Regions from separate parts of the Gossypium hirsutum genome. Here regions 2 and 3 are each linked to region 1. Evidence: chromatin contacts called from public Hi-C data. All regions are on one chromosome and are shown on one strand. Each heading gives the region's core, a stretch centred on a gene start, on an enhancer-like site or on the middle of the called end of the contact. The rest is flanking DNA. Distances are from core to core; before and after follow the strand shown. Region 1 has its middle 19 kb from the start of LOC107909562. Region 2 holds the start of LOC107909559 (pentatricopeptide repeat-containing protein At2g13600). Region 3 has its middle 22 kb from the start of LOC107907838.

Region 1 (3,893 bases), core at 644-3,143:
TTTTTGACGGCCATTCTATAATAGGTATAGAATTATATTCTCAGTTTTATTTTAAATTTAAAACTGTATTCATCTATTATATATTCACGAATTCTAAAATATTCAAATGTTTAAAGAATTTTTAAAAAATAATTTGTATAATAGCCTATTTATTTACTAAAATTTTATTTGACAAGAACAACACGAGAGCTTGGATTCAAAATTTTAAAATGTAATTATCATTACAAATAATCTAATAAAATTCTTCTTAACATTCTCACATTATATCTTCTCATCTCATTTATTTCACAGTACTAAAAAATTTTATCATATTATTTTTTTCACAACACATTAGTTTTCAAACCGCAACAACAAAACTAAGCTGAATTCTACATATTTTCAAATTAAACTCTCTTTATATGAAATAAAATAAAGTATAGTAGAGATATGATCTTGTGTTTCTTTTATGCAAGGATTCTTTTTTTTAAAGGATCCAAAAAGGATAGAAAGATGTTCCAAAATGTGACTTAGTTTTCAAGTTGAAATCCCTTTTATGGATATGTTCAAAGCACTTTTAAAACATAATCCCAAATAATGTGGATGTGACTCAAATTGAGACCCTTCCATATATTCCAAGTGACACTACCTACTTCTCTTTTATATAATCCTAATATTAAAGTGTTGGGTGGAGTTAGCTTTTAAGACATGTGATGAAGTGACCCATTTCTCTCTCTTCCCCCCTCTCTATATAATTGAATTAATCAAATCACATTATGATGTTAACTATATTTTATTACAAACCTAACATGGACCTAAACTTAGATTATATTACACTAACCCCCCAAAAAAGCTTATATTATTACAAGTCTAGATTGTGTCTGCATATAGGATATAAAAGCATTGCCAATTTGCCATTTTAGTTTAAATAAAGAGTTTTTGTCTTTAATGTCTTCATAATAATTTTCTTTTAATTTCAAGAAAATATAATAAATTTATTATGTCTCATTTATTTTTAGAGGAGAATGGAATTGTTAAAGATTGAATCAAAACTCTCGTACTTACAACATGATAGATAAAATTATTTCTAAATGTCAAATCTTCTTTATGAGTTAATCAAATCATTCATATAGAGACAAAATTCATGTGAATTCAAATTAATTAACATTAAATTTAAAATTATTTGTAACCTATTTCTTCTTGTCTATGATGCTTGTTAAAAAACAAATCTCCCTTGTGAAAGAAAAAATCTTGTGTGAAAGAGAGACAAAAATAAAAATGGTAATCTAATAAAGTGAGAGACATAGGTGGGCTAACACAAGCACAACCCACGCTACGTCTCACCTGCAGACACTTGAGTTTGGGAGGGGACATCTCCACATGCCTTGACAAAGCATACCTTGGAGTTTTTGTTTCTTTTTTCTTTTGGGGTAATTTGAAATTTTCATTTTTCGGATTCTATAAATATATATATCCCCTCTCTCTCTCTCTCTTTGTTTTGACGTATATCTTGGTTACCCTATGTCCCACCCTTGATTTTGATCACAAGCTGATAATTGATGTACTTTGAATAGTATGTATATATTTGCTCACTTCTTCCTTTAATTATGAAATCAGGGATTTAATTTTTCTCATGAAATTAGTAGAAATTCTGATTTCAAAAAAAAAAAAAGTTACCAATATATATATACATGTCAAGTCCTTTCATTCTCCAACATTTTCTGTTTTTTTTTTTTTTAGTTTCAGCAATATATATGATATTGTATTAAGATGTAATTTTTCAATTTTGAATAAAACCTTTGCCTACTTTGGCGCCGCCCCGACATTCATTTTCAACCATAATAGCATAGCATCTAAACACAAAGTGTGTGAACACAGAAGTTTAGAGGTTTGGTTTGTAGAGAGTAAAACTCATCACATCACATCACATCACATGGGAAATGTTTGTTTGCAATCACTCAACATTATACTAATATAACCCACCCGCTCTACTCAATTATTTATATATATGAAGATGAGACTTAGCTCTGAGAAAAGGGTTTCAATTCCAGCATATTATATTAATATACAAAGAAAAAGTTGTTCTTATTATAAAGAAGAAGCCTTGAGTTATGGACGGTTTTGTCTGCAGGGAAAATCCCAAGCAGAGAAGGGTCTTAGACTTGGTCTTAGTCTTACCTATATATTAGTAGAAGCTACAAATGGATTTTGGATTCTAACACATATGAGATAAAGCCTAATACAAAATGTGTGTTTTATTATTATTTAAAAACATACACAGTTCGAGTACTTCCGTGGGTGCTTCATGCTACTCCTCAAATTTTAAGATCTCATTTCTTTCTGTTAGAAAACCCATTATCACAAGTTAAATTAATCTATTTATTTACCATCACTTTTATCAGTGTTTGAACATTAAACTTTAAACCAATCCATTGCAGGATGCAAGCAATGGCTTATTAAGAATGATGATATTTCTACATTTGCTATTTCTATCTTATCTCATAAAATCTATTTAGTTGAACTCAAACTACTCTTAAATAACTCGATGCATGTCGACAATGAGTTTCTTTTTTTCTTTTTTTTTTGTTTAAATAATAACTATAAATGATGATGATGATGGTAGAAACTAGATTTTGTGCAGAGACGTAACTGGAATAAATTTGAATCTAGTAAATTGAAAACTTAATTTGTTAAACCAACCTGAAATCTATTTGAATTGGAGTCAACCATTTGATTGGATCAAGTTCAACTATTTTTCCAGCTTTGGGCTGAATGCAAATTGATCCATGTTTTGGATTTTGACGTTAGGCTTTATTAAGTCCACATTAGGTTGATTTTAGTTTACTTGGATCTTTTAGGCTTGTAATTGGTCCCAATCCATTTCCCTCATTATTAGTACTCGTTTTTACCCAATAGGCCACATTTGGTGCACTTAATGCAAATGAGAAGAGTAAAAATACTATAGAGGCCTTTTACACTAAAAGATGGATTGCATTTTAACTTCTTTACTGAAAATATTTACAAATTAGTCCCTGTGTGTTAGAATAGAGAGCAAGTTGATTCTTCTACTAAAAATTTAATCCATTTCTATCATTAAAAATTAGTTTTTGTATGTCATAATGAGGTACACGTGGTCGTCTGATTATTTTGTTAGCCACACTAATTTTTACACAGTAGAAATGGATGAAATTTTTAACAGAAACGACCAGATTACTCTTTGATATAATGTACAAGGACTAATTTATCCATTTTTTTAGTAGAGGGGTAAAATGCAATCTTGCTCCTAATATAATGGCCTCGATAGTACTTTTACTAAAGATGAGTGATATATAATACACAAGTTTCAAAATGATGAATGAAGTGTTTGGTTGTTAAAATTTGAAATACATATTACTCTTTTTACCCTGTGTTTACTATAGGTTAAAAACATAAGTGTTATTTGTTAATATATCATATTACTAATAACTTCTTTATTTTTTATATTTTTTTTCTAATTTTAGCTTACAATTAATTTTTTTTCTTGAGTTTGATTAAAAATTTAAAAATAATATATATCAAATTCATTAATTTTTAAAAAATTAACTTGAATTCTATAACTTATAATATTTCATCAAATTATTTTTTGTATAAGTCGAAGTCTGGACCAAAAATTCATATAAACAAAGAAAAAAAAGCATACTACATATAAACAATTTTAAAATATGATTTCAAAATTTTTTATTTGTATTTGCCAAATAATATATATTTTATTCAAAATAGATTATTCAAGTACAAGCAATACGAAATCTTGGTACTCCAATATGTCGAAAGCAATCCCAATATTAGTAGATATTTTAAAATCAAACAAAGTGATATGAAAAAAAAACAATTCAATTTGTTGAAAGCAATCTCAATATGTAGAGTGTGACTCGCATTTT
Region 2 (3,893 bases), core at 996-3,495, 130 kb before region 1:
TCCAGCTACAACCAGTTTGCTTGATTACTCCCCGTTTCCTCATCAACTTCCTTACTCTAACAACATCTCCCCATTTCCCAAGCTCGGCATACATGTTTGAGAGAAGAACATAAGGTCCGGAGTTGCTAGGATCAATTTCTAATATCTTCTCTGTTACATACTTTCCTAACCTAATATTACGATGTACTTTACAAGCACCGAGCAGAGATCCCCAGACAACAACGTCAGGCTTCATTGGCATTGTCTCTATTAGATTCTTTGCTTCATCGAGGCAACCAGCTCGACCAAGTAAATCAACCATGCATGTATAGTGGTCCTTCAATGGTACCAAACCATGTTCCCTGCTCATAGATGAGAAATGATGTCGCCCGTCTTCAAGTAACCCAGCATGACTACAAGCACAAAGAACACCAATCATAGTGACATGGTCTGGTTTCTCACCAGATGCCAACATGTTCTTGAACAGCTCAAGAGCCTTATTTCCATAACCATTTTGTGCATATCCTACTATCATGGCATTCCATGATACCCAATCCCTTTCCATCATAGTTTTGAAAACCAGGTTAGCATCTTCAACTGATCCACATTTCATGTACATGTCTATGAGAGAGTTGCCAACAAAAATATCAGATTCTTCTCCAAACTGAAAGCGGAAACCATGCTTCAAAACATGTGTGTGAGCCTGCCTTCCAAGCTGCAAATCAGTGAGATTAGCACAGGCATTCAGTAGATTGCCAAACGTGTAATGAGTTGGGCAAACAGATTCTCTCTTTAAGAGACGAAAAAGTCTAAGAGCCTCTTCATTCTCCCCATTTTGTGTATACCCGGCAATTAGCGCATTCCAAGACACTATGTTCCTCTCCATCATCTTTGCAAACATTGATCTCGCAGTTCTCACACTGGCTACCTTCGCATACCCACTTACCATTGAGGTTTCAGACACTACATTCCTAACTGGCATCCTATCAAAAATACATCTAGCTTCATTGATTTTATTGCATTTTGCATACATATCAACCAATGCATTTCCCAGGACAAGATCATCCCTCAACTTATTGCATTTCACAACACGAGCATGAATCTGCTTGCCTGACTTGATTGCCGACAAGCTAGCGCAAGCACTAACCACACTGGCATATGTGAGTTCATCTGGTTCAATTCCACAATCCATCATCCTCAAGAAAACCTGAAGAGCTGCACTAGCTGGACCATTTTGCTCATAACAAGTGATCAAACTATTCCAAGAGACTCTATTCCTCTCACTCATATCATCGAAAGCTCTCTGGCCGCAGCTGACACTCCCACATTTTCCATACATATCAACAAGAGCCGAGCCCATATAAACATTGGAAAAGAACCTAGTTTTTGCGATTAAAGCATGGATTTGAGCACCGATTTTAATGTTTTTCAACCCAGAACAAGCGCTAAGAGCACTACCAAACGAGTATTCGTTAAGCACAAAGTCCTCTCTATGCATCCTAACAAAATAGAAAAGAGCCTCTCCGAATCTATCTTGCTGAGCAAACCCTGAAATGATGGAATTCCAAGAGCACTGATCATGCTCAGGCATGGAATAAAAAAACCCTGCTGCCTCATCAACGTAACCCAATTTCGTCAATACAGATATGACCGAGTTCCAAGAAAAAATGTTTCTTTGAGGCATTCTGTTAAACACCTTCCCGGCATCCTCCAAGGAGCCACATCTGCCGTAGGCATCGATAAGCCTGTTTAGGATAAAAGTCTCAGACGCAAAATTAGATTTGATTATCCGAACATGTAACCGACGTATATCAAGGAGAGACTTGGATTGGATGTAGGAACCCAAAAGCTTAGCAAAAGGAGAAGAGTCGGGCAGTGAAAGATCACCCACAATTTGTTTGTGCAATCCAAGTTTCGCCATTCCATTATCCTGGAAGAAACAAAGTTGGTGGGCATTGCTCTTTTGCTACGGTTTTTGCATCTCCCTTAGCATTTGGCTGCAAACTGAGATGTTTCTAACTCAGTAATGGAAGGAAAATAGAAGTGATGCCAACAGTTTTTTTTTTTTTTCAAAATTTCTAGTTATGGAAAAGATTTCAATGACAATAACGAGTCAACTCTCCGACAACGAGACGCGAAGTAAGTGGAGAGTCGGATTCTAATACCTGAGCAGCAGTGACCTTTGAAATGTGATTAAACAGTGTTTCTTTTTTGGGTGGAAATTCTACCGGTTGTTGGGCTTCAGAGCTCACAAAACATGCGAAGCTCTTAATCCCGTTCCTAACCATCTTAACTAGAGGTGTTCATTGGTTTGGGATGAGTTTTGACTGGGTTTGGGTTAGGTCCAAATAAAAATTAAGCCCGTTTATTAAGCTTATGCCCGGCCTAAAAAGTTGGTTTAAATTTTTGTTTAAATTCGACCCGGATAAAAATATTAAAATTGGAGCTCGGCCTAGCCCACCTATATTAAATTTTTATATTATTTTTTATATAAATTTTAAATATATATAATATATCAAAAATACTAAAAACATCAAAAATAAATATTTCCCAACAAATTGAAAATAAATTTTAAAAAATATGTATACTTAAATGATATTAAGATAGATGCAACTTAATAAGCAAATGCCTCTAAAATAATAACAAAATTAATTATAAAACAAGTTTTATACAATATCCAAACAATAACAACAAAATAGTAGCAACATAATAGTAAAATGGTAGCAAAATAAGGAGAAAACAATAAAAAATAAAAAAAATAAAAAAAAAAGATTTTTTTTATACTTTAGTAAATTTAGGTCGGGCCAGGCTGGGTCTGGTCAAAATATACCTTACCCGAGGCCGCACTCATTTTTTTAATCGAGTCTTATTTTTTTTGTACAAGCCCGTTTTCGGGCCTATATTTTTTTCCAAACCCATCCACATTTCGGGCAGGCCTTCGGGACGGGTCAGATGGCCCGACCCATGAACAGGTCTAATCTTAAGTTGAAACCATCTGAATTTGATAAAGTTTGAACCGGTAACATATCTGAGCTCGAGATAAATTCGATTCAAAGCTCGAGAAAGTCTGACTTTATAAATCAACAACCATAATAAACATTAATAATTAATATAATTTTATGATATTATTTAAAATATAAATAAATGATAATTTTTTTAAAATATATTTATAAACCTTGCATATTTATATCAAAATATGATTAATGGGAAAAATTAATTAGTAATAATATTTATGTTAAATTATAAGATGGAATAAATTTTTAAAAACATTAATTTAACATAAAATATTTTTAATATTATAATTATACATGTATAATAAATATATAAAATTAATAATTATTAAAATCTATAAATTAAAAATTAATGATAATATAATAATATATTATATAACTATTACTGAAATCGATTACTTAACCTTAAACCGATATATTAAATTAGTATATTACTAGTACATAAAATAATATTATAATATATAGCTATTACTAAACATATTAATACATATACAACTATTATAATATAAATTATAATAAAAGATATAATAATACTACATGATATTATAATGTTTAATCATCAATGCATATATATATAACTATTGCTATATTATATACTATATGATATGATATAGCATTATATAATATAATATAATAGGAGGGCTAACTTCCAAATGTAAAAAAATATAAGGACTTAGAGAATATTCCAACTAGTATAATAATAAACAATAATATATAATAAGTAATATATAATGCACTACTATTATATATAACTATTATTATAATATAGATTATAATAATAGTTATAGTACATGATATTATAATGTTTAGTCTTTTATGCACATATATATATAACTACTGCTATATTATATACTATATCATATGATATAGCATTATATAATATAATATAATATAGTAAGAGAG
Region 3 (3,893 bases), core at 843-3,342, 94 kb before region 1:
TAATATTTTGAGGATATATTATGAAGAATTTTAAAAGCATGTTAATAATTTGAAAGTTTTAATTTAGATGAAGTTTTATAACTCGGTTAAATACGTTTACAAGTGTATGTGTTCTAGTAATGCCTCGTACCCTATTCCAGTGTTTAATACGGGTAAGGGGTGTTACATTGCTATCCTTAGTTTAGGCATGGTTTAGAATTGTCTTTCACAAATTCATTCAAGTGACAAATTATAAATTATAAATATGGTTTGTATATTGAAATTAAAATTTAAAAATAATTTATATTAGTTTTTTAAAAATATTTAAAATTTATATTTCATATAATAGTAATTTTAACATTGAGTTATTATAAATTATTTTTTATATATTTTGTTATAATCTAAGTTGAATATATATTTTTAATACAAAAATAAACGAACATTTCATCATTATAATAATAAAGATACAAAGAAAAGAGTGATCTTTTGCATTTGAGTAAATTATCAATTATGGAATATTTATTAATTTATAAGAGTATGTTTTTATGTGATTTTTATATCTAAAATACTGTTTATATACTTAAATTCAAATTTACAAACAATTTATATTAATTGTTTAAAAATATTTAAAAATTGTTCTTTCATATATAATAATATTATGGAATTTGAATATCATTTAAATTAACTTTTTTTTTACTTTATAATATTTGTTGCTACTTAAGTAGCTTATTTGCTTAACACAACAAGTGCAATGGAAGTACTAGACTGCAGTGGCCACTACAACTTGGCATCGCAAAATTGTGCTAACAAAATAACAAATAACACCAAGAATTTGTTTACGCAGATCAGTTTCCCTACATCTGTGGAGCCTAACTCAGTGAGAAATTCCACTATCCTTAGTCACGAATACTACAAGTGACTCACACTCTATCACTCTCCAAGTATAGAGATTCTCACCCTTGTACCTAAAGACTAGAACTCTCACCTCCAAATCTTCCCCCTGAGAACTTTGGCAGTAAACGCTCTCAACAATGTTTATAATACAAACTTTGCACTCTCTTACACAGTCGTTCCTTTGATGAACATATTAGAATGCACTAAATAAGCTCTCATACATAACTTATACAAGCTTCAAATGATATATCAATCTCGGCTTACTAACATAGCATTTAAATCAATATAAAGTAATTCCTTGAAAATAGCTAATACAATCAAAATAATCAAAGTACAATCAATCAATGATCTAATTTCCAAAATAGCACACAATCTTCACCGATCCTCCATGTTTCAAGGGATTATTTGATTCACTTGAATCCAATTCAATCTTCAAATGCCAAGGATTGGTTTTCCATGAATGGATCATAATATCTTCAATAAAGCAGCATATAACCAGAACCAAATATTTTGTTCATTAAATTGTCAAACCAAATAAAGTAGGTTTTATAACCACCTCAGTGGCAGTCTGTAGTTAGCATTGTCGAGTGCCACTCAACAATATTATTATTTAAAATGAACATTTTAATTTTTCAAAATCATTTTCAAAAACACTTTCTAAAAATAATACAAGACTAACCTTTAACCATGTTAAGATGCTTACTTGGATATGTTTTTATGGCATTTCCTTCAAGTTAGGAATATTTGGACTTTCCAGAGTAATGCTAGTGTTTGGGGTTCTTTTATTCAACTTGACGAGTCTTTTTTTTAAATTTACTTAGGGTCTTATATTAATCGAAAAACCGAGGAAAGGAAGAAAGTTTAAGAAATTATATGTTTAACGGGTATTGGAAATTGAGTGGAAGACATTGAGTTGCTCCCTAATGATGGCCATATTCTTCACAAATAGTGATTATGATCTCAAGCTATGTCCGACGAAATGGAAGGAGATACTCAAACCGAAAATGCTAGAGATGATGAAATGGAACGATCGGAGATGGTCGTCCTTGGCCAGCCTAGCTAGCTACTCGGAGATGGCGAGGAAGCTGATCGGGTAGTGGAAACTAAGATGGGAGTGTATGACAGTAGTATAATTAATGAGGTTTGTGGCACTACGCATGTCTGATAATGCGGCCTCCATGGCCGGTGGGTCGGTGCTTGCTTCTCACATTATTGCTAAAAGTGGTGGGCTACCCTACGGGCCTTTAGAAGTGGGAGTTTTGAATCATGAGGACTTAGAGGGACGGATCAATGACACCCACATCCGGGTAATTAGTCCTAATTGTTTACAAATGTTACGAATTTAATTTGATTATTTTTAGTTTAATTATTTCTCATATTTTAAAATTTTTAGTTTAACTATTCACATATTTTAAAATTTTAATCTTCATTCGATAATATTTATTAAATTCATTAAGTTCAGTTTTGCTATTTTCAGAATTTGATGTGTCAAACATATAATTATATGTGTAATGTCATGCAACTTGTTATTTCCAAATATTACTCACTAAAAATTCAATTAAAGGACTAACGACTGTCATTTGTGTCAAGACTGAAATTTTAAAATTCTAAAAGTATAGGGATTTAGAATGATCCAATTGGAGAATATGAACAAAATCTACAACTATATGCATAGTACAAGACTAGTAATTGAATTTAACCAAATAAATTTAATTGCTATTGTTCGGGTTAGAACTAAAATTAACTAATTCAAAAAGTACAAAAGACTAAAATTGATCAAATTAAAGTAAATAGACTAAATACACAATTTTCGTAAAGTAAAGGACTAATAGCATAATTTAACCTAAAGTTTGCCATTAGAATAAGGCTTAAAAGGCCTCCAAATTATACTATTTTTTTTATCTTGGTATTTATTTTTTTATATTGGTATCTAAAGTTATATTTCATCAAGTCCAATGACATTAAAAATACTCTGGTTGACATGTGGCGCTTATTAGAACCCACTACATGGCACTTTCAGGCAATTAAAACATGACATAATGTATTGAAATTAAAAATATGTACAAATTATAAAAAATAAAAAATATATATTCCAAAATTAATTAATAAAAATAAAAAATTAAGGGTAAACTACAATGGTAGTCACCTAACCTTTTTTTTAATCACCTAAATATGAAAAATTACAAAATGATCACCCATTTTTCGATTTTGTCTTTTTTAGTCATCATCCACTATATGACTAACATAAACATGGTAGCTTTTAAAGTTGGCACAATAGCAACTTTAACCCTTAACATTAATACGTTATGTCAATTTAGTCTTGATTCTAAAAAATTTAATCCTCAACATTTACACATTGTATAATTTTTTTTTTCAGTTGTGCTTTTCTTTGTGACCTTTTCATCTAAAAGGATAAAAAAAATTCTCCAAAAGTAAAAATTCTTTAAAGGAAATTATTTACCTTAAATGATTTCTTTACCTCAAATCTGTCTAAGTCAGTCTATCTCTCAAAAGTAAAAATTCTTTAAAGGAAATTCTCCAAGGCACCGAAATAAAGCAAAAGCAAACTCAAAATACAAAGGAACTCAAATCGAACAAAAAAACCACAATAAAACAATGCACACGATGTGTTTGAGTAAATGCTCTCAAATATATTCAATAAATTATTACAACGGTCAAGATTAAAACTTATCTACATTATGAGAGTCCTAAAATATTTAAACTCTATAAAATTTTATCCCTTAGGATTTATAATATTCACCACGATAACTTTAGTTTTACTTGAGTGTTTCACTGTACCACTAAGCTTCAAGTAGATGGGCTTCTCCACATGTTTTACAAATTGGGCCAATTCAAGTAGATCAAATAAGCCTAATTTAATTAGTTAACCTTCATAGGACATTCTATGTGCATTCATCACGGGCTTCGATCCGTGACCCGTGATACTAGCTTGATTTTTTTAGCATTATTAAACTAAGTTGATTAACATAATGCAATCTTATATATCAATTTAGGCAAAA

Evidence for each region. A called contact is a pair of places that touch in the nucleus more often than the background predicts.
Region 2: a Hi-C map of leaf shows a contact between it and region 1, with 6 times the contacts expected there. The contact joins the promoter of LOC107909559 here to the enhancer-like site in region 1. A contact is called at or near these places in 12 of 34 Hi-C or Micro-C datasets (callus, cotyledon, leaf and 1 more).
Region 3: a Hi-C map of leaf shows a contact between it and region 1, with 4 times the contacts expected there. The contact joins two enhancer-like sites. A contact is called at or near these places in 3 of 34 Hi-C or Micro-C datasets (all in leaf).

What each region holds. Positions count from the first base shown.
Region 1 is chrD02:63,722,256-63,726,148 of Gossypium_hirsutum_v2.1, reverse strand. No RefSeq gene overlaps it. Among protein-coding and RNA genes, the nearest start is that of LOC107909562, 19 kb to the right of the region's middle. Within about 2 kb of position 1,893, at least 3 of the 9 cell types and tissues checked have an H3K27ac peak or open chromatin away from gene starts, as enhancers often do. A contact at or near this core is called in leaf, where this site is marked.
Region 2 is chrD02:63,847,687-63,851,579 of Gossypium_hirsutum_v2.1, reverse strand. LOC107909559 (pentatricopeptide repeat-containing protein At2g13600) reads right to left here and starts at 2,245. Exons shown (of 2, transcript XM_016837142.2): 1 at 2,145-2,245; 2 at 1-1,983. The coding sequence starts at 1,900.
Region 3 is chrD02:63,816,035-63,819,927 of Gossypium_hirsutum_v2.1, reverse strand. No RefSeq gene overlaps it. Among protein-coding and RNA genes, the nearest start is that of LOC107907838, 22 kb to the left of the region's middle. Within about 2 kb of position 2,092, at least 2 of the 9 cell types and tissues checked have an H3K27ac peak or open chromatin away from gene starts, as enhancers often do. A contact at or near this core is called in leaf, where this site is marked.